Regions from separate parts of the Lactuca sativa genome. Here region 1 is linked to region 2. The links are chromatin contacts, called in public Hi-C maps. All regions are on one chromosome and are shown on one strand. The core of a region is the stretch at or near the end of the contact, and the rest is flanking DNA. Distances in the headings are between cores, read along the strand shown. Region 1 holds the start of LOC111903545. Region 2 holds the start of LOC111900656 (FK506-binding protein 2).

Region 1 (2,700 bases), core at 45-2,544, 270 kb before region 2:
GGGCGGACCCGAAGGAGATCCGGCGTGAAGAACGGTGGGTGAAGATGAGTCACCCGGATTGCGATTTTGATTTAACTGAATGCATTGTTCTTCAACTTGTAAGATGGAACGAGTATCGGAAAATGATGGCAGTGGTTTCTGATGTCTAATCATACTTACAACATGATCATATTTAGGAGATAAACCATTTATTATATAAATCACAATGTTCTTTTTAGGAACTTCAGCATCGAGATTTTCAAGAAGATCAGCAAGGGTTTGGATCTTTGTGCAATACTCAGTAACAAATAAATTGCCCATGGATATATTGCGTAACTCAGTGTCGAGTTGCATAGCTTTCGAATCTTTGTTGGCTCGGAAGAGAGATTCGAGATAGCACCATAGTGCAAGGGTATTAGGTTTCCGTTTAGAAGACAGCTGAAGGAGAGAGGGTGAGAGAGTACCATATATCCACATTTTGACTATATTATCGATGCGCTGCCATTCGTCCATGTCGGAAGAAGCTGGGTTTTTTGGTTCTTTAAGATGATGAGCAACACCAAAGCCATAGCAATGAGTTCAAAAAGCTCTCTCCAAGAGTCATAGTTCATTCTATCAAGATCAATAATGATGGGGATGGATGAACGTATATTAGCAATACCATATGGTTTTTCTGTGATTGACGTGAATGCAGAGTTCTTTGGTGGGAACTTCTCCTCCAGTCATGATGCACACAGAAAGAAGAAGGAATCTGAGATTAGAAGTCAAGAGGCAGACGAGAGGAAGAAGAGAAAGTTAGAGACCTTTAGGGTTAGAGAGAAAGAAGGAGGTAAAAAAGGAAGAGATTCTACAGCTCTAATACCATGATAACAGAGTATTTTCCTATAACCAAAACATGTTCTTGATATCAAAATATATACACGTACAAATAGATACAAATTGGCTAGGCTAATACAAAATACAAATGGGCTGAACAATATAAACATAATACAATAGACACTCTAACAATAACTTTATATGAATATTTGGCAAAACATGTTGGAATATTTTGAAATATGTAAAATTACATAAAATGATAATCGTTTCAAAATAAATAAATATATAAATATATTTTAAGGGCAATTATGAAAATTGATTTCAGTAGCGTTTTGTTAAACACTACTAGAGATGCGCACAAAAACCGGTTTCACTATTCAAAATCAGATCCAATCCAGAACCGGATTTTCAATCGGATTGTAATCCTATATTTCAAATCGGATTTGATAACGGATCGTAAACCGGATTCGCTAAAAACCGGATCCAAATCCGCCCCAAAATCCGCTTAAAACCCACTAAAATCGGTTTAAACCGGTTTCAAATCGGATTAGAATCGGATTTGGATTTTGGTTGGAACTGAATCGGATTTTGACCAGATCGGATTTTTGATGACGTAAGCGAAACTATATCGGATTCAAGTTTTGTGCATCTCTAAACACTACATTAAATAACGTTTAATAAACATTAAGTAGCTTTTAGATTTGGAACATTTTGTTTAAACTAAACGTTAAAAGTTCATATCACCAAACAAAGATTTATGTTTAAACAAGAGCGTTTTGTCAAAAACTAAAAACTTGTCAATAGTGTCATAAGCTCCGTGGCAAACATGTCTTAGTTACTATGGTCTTAGTGGAGGTTTGCTCCGTGGCAAACATGTCTTAGTTACTATGGTCTTAGTGGAGGTTTGCATGTGCATCAATATACAACATCATATATTAATACAAGAAAAGACTTACAAGACAGTCAAGCTTTAAAGAAAAGACGAATGTGAAAACTGACTAATTTTAGGACAATAGATTAATGTTCCGCAATCCAAAAAAACATACAATGATACAACACAAACTAACCAAAAAAACACTTTTGTTAATTTTCGCTTTCCAAAAAAACTCATAAAGTCACGCTAGGGAACTTGCATGATCCAAAACCTGCAAAATATTAAACACTTTATAAGTTATGCCATAAAAATTATATCACTAAATTATTTAATTTTAACGAACTATAATTATAGAAAATATATTAAAAAATGTGTATCGCATATACTTGTTATAGCATAACGATACTACAAAAGTATTACACATAATTATTGTACCATTTTACCGGGTTTTGCATAAAGTGATATAAAAAATAGTACGTTTATTATATTAAATGGTTAAAATATGTTTAATATGTTGGTAAAATAAATGTATAACAATTTATAAAGATGTGGAAGGGTAAATTGGTAATATAGATATTTACTTGGATTTTTGGCTGTTTGGGTCGCAAGCCCATTAAAGTAACAAGATCCACCAGATTTTTTGAACTGGGCCCAATAAGAGCTAAATGCATAGCTCGCATGCCACGTCAGCGAATCGGGTTTGAAGCATTTCCCACCACGTTGGATCGGGTCACAAGTACTGTTACCCTGTCCACACGCGAATGATAGAGCTCCGGCGAGCGCTGTTGTGTTAGCGCCACGCGCCGCCACGCACCAAATCTTTCCCTTAAACGGCTCATTATTCGTTGGCACCGGCAACGGCTTCTTGAACTCCGACAACGCCGTCTTACCCGACAAATCAATCTCGTAAATATTCGTTCCGTTCGGGTATAATAACCCGAAATGCCGTTCAGTACCAGCACCCGTTTTCTGATTCTCGTTGTATAAAGCGAATATAAACGACGGCAAGACGACAAAGGGTTTCAACGGCG
Region 2 (2,700 bases), core at 158-2,657:
AGGATCGATTTGATTTGGTTAAATAATGAAATCGGTGAAATTTTTGCTAATATTAAACCGATGAAAGCCTTCTAAGTATGCGATTTCAATAGGTAAATATTAGGGTTTTTTTTTTGATGAAGAAGCAATTTGCTTTAAATCGGGAGGAATAAGTTCTCATTATTCAATCCTTTAATCATGAGACTTGTTTATGTATGTGGAAAAATAATCCCGATTAACTCGCTGAAAATTTTTAGTTCCCGCTAGTGTAATTCCATTTTCGGATTTCAAAGTTCCCGCTATTGTAATCCCATTTTAAGGTGGATAATGATAAGGTTCTGATGTGATTACGGATGATATACGTGTTTTTTGTTTGATATCAGATACGGATTGTCTTTATTTTTATGAATTAGTCGGTAATCTGTTAATTATTGATTCTGATTAACACTATGCAACATACCGACATTAATATTTTGCAAAAATTTCTGGAGGATTGGAATGAATTTGTTAATCACTAATATTAGAATCGTTTTGATTAAAATTATGTTTTGTAGGTTTAAGTTGATCATGTTTAAAATAAAAACTAACCCTCCTCTCATCTTACATGTTCAGAATCAAAACTACCAACACTTATTTCCTAATCATTTGGATGCAATTTGATGGGATCCAATTTGAAACTTCCAATACATTTCCATGTAAATCTCCCCATGAACTTTGAGTTTGGTTTTACAATTTTTCCATACAGTTTGTTGTTATGCATATTCTACTTATACCTGCAGGACAATTTTCATCATAATATACAAACAGACAGAGGGTATCCACATGTTAAATCAACCTTGTTAAAAGTTGAAGGTGTCCACGCGTATACAGGTAATTTAACAACGTCAGCCCAAATAATACAATTATGTACTACAAATGTTTTTATTATTTAGTATATTTTTTTTGAAGAGGTTTGAAATCAACAAAATAGGCCTTAATATCTTGAGTAGGAGGATTTATAGGAACAAAAGTAGGAGGATATTTAATTTCTCTAATTATAATAAATGTAATGATAAATGTATAACAATTTCATTAATTGACTGTCCTTTTAATTTTAAAATTTTGAAATTAAAATCACATTAGTTTTTATTTGTTTATTTATCTATTTTTTTAATTTAAAAGAAAAAAACACTTTAATTTTAATAATTCGATATTTTTTTAATTTTTTCTTAAATTCAAAATTTTCAAATATTTAAAATTTCATATTTTATTTTTCTTTTAAATGAAAACATGTAATAGATTTTATATTTAGTTATTTAATTAATGAAATCGGTTTAATTTTTAACCTAGATTCATTAATAATCCAATAAAAAATTCAACATTTTATAAACCGAACAGAATTAGAACTCGATTCATATAACTAATTATTACCTATCATAAAGACAACTGCTCCGTCGTATACGTCGCCGTATCCGGCCAACTAAATTCTAGGGTTTGCTATGACGTGGCGAGTTATGATTGGGTGATGCTCGTCACACCTTGAATCATCTAGCAACAAAGATATTCACGGTCGAGTCAAACAAACCTTTTCACTACAGTCATGAAGAAATTAGCGAATGTGATTCAAATTTCTGCAATTACGGGGATCTCCATATTGGTTCTACTAATTGCAGCTACATTAGGTAAGTGTAATCGAAATTGAGTGAAGTTATCTATTTATATTTTTTATTCAAAGTTTTCGTTTGTAAGAAATTTTATATGGTTTGAGTAAATCAAACGACGATTTGATGTGTTCCGACAAAAATCGCAGTTTCAGCAAAGTCCGGAGATGTAACGGAGTTGCAGATCGGAGTCAAGGTAAATTTTCCAATTTGCTGTTATTCGTTAATTTGTTTTGCGCGTGTACTGTTTGAATCGGTGTGATTAGTTAAAATTGATCATGAATTTTGTTTTGAAATTTATGATTACGCTGAAAAGTTTGACTAGTTTTATTAGTTGAACATGATTTCGCTTGATTATTTATGATTACGTTACTCTTTTAGTTAGAGCAGGATGTCAGATCCCTAATTGATCGAGCGAGTGATTGAAATAGATCTGTAGTCGTGAAATCATTTGAATGTTAATGCGTTGCATATTGTTGCAGCATAGGCCAGCATCTTGTGAGATACAGGCACACAAAGGTGATAAAATCAAAGTTCATTATCGGGTAAGAAATTTGTACCATTTTTTTTCTTCTTTTTTGCCTCATAAGATGAAATCTTGTGATTGAAGGATCTTGTTTCATTCTAATTTCTAAATCAGCAAACAATTGGTAAATATAGACTCTTCTTGCAGGGAAAACTTACTGATGGCAGTGTTTTTGATTCAAGCTTTGAAAGGGGAACCCCATTTGACTTTGAGCTTGGCAGTGGTCAAGTCATAAAAGGTACAAACCCCATTGACCACCATCCACCACCACCCATCACCACCACCACCATGGTTACTGCTGTAATACCTTAACAAATTTATGTTTGCAGGATGGGATCAGGGGCTATTGGGAATGTGTGTTGGAGAGAAGCGTAAGCTGAAGATACCTGCGAAAATGGGTTATGGAGACAGAGGTTCACCACCTAAGATCCCAGGTAATTAAAATTATTTCTTCTCTAGTTTTATATTTTTGGTTATTATTGGCTATAGAAGAATAAAAATAAATATTGTGATGAATATTGTGACAGGTGGGGCCACACTTATATTCGACACAGA

Evidence for each region. Hi-C and Micro-C count contacts between places; a contact is called where the count stands out from the background.
Region 1: a contact with region 2 is called in a Hi-C map of leaf, with 7 times the contacts expected there. The contact joins the promoter of LOC111903545 here to the promoter of LOC111900656 in region 2. A contact is called at or near these places in 2 of 4 Hi-C or Micro-C datasets (both in leaf).

The regions. Positions count from the first base shown.
Region 1 is chr5:353,946,731-353,949,430 of Lsat_Salinas_v11, reverse strand. It overlaps LOC111903545, which reads right to left and starts at 1,294. Exons shown (of 2, transcript XM_023899322.3): 1 at 1-1,294. The coding sequence starts at 492. It overlaps LOC111903544 (probable glucan endo-1,3-beta-glucosidase A6), which reads right to left. Exons shown (of 3, transcript XM_023899321.3): 2 at 2,251-2,700; 3 at 1,707-1,940. The coding sequence ends at 1,903.
Region 2 is chr5:353,677,888-353,680,587 of Lsat_Salinas_v11, reverse strand. It overlaps LOC111900656 (FK506-binding protein 2), which reads left to right and starts at 1,407. Exons shown (of 6, transcript XM_023896538.3): 1 at 1,407-1,640; 2 at 1,769-1,815; 3 at 2,102-2,164; 4 at 2,293-2,383; 5 at 2,475-2,579; 6 at 2,673-2,700. The coding sequence starts at 1,559.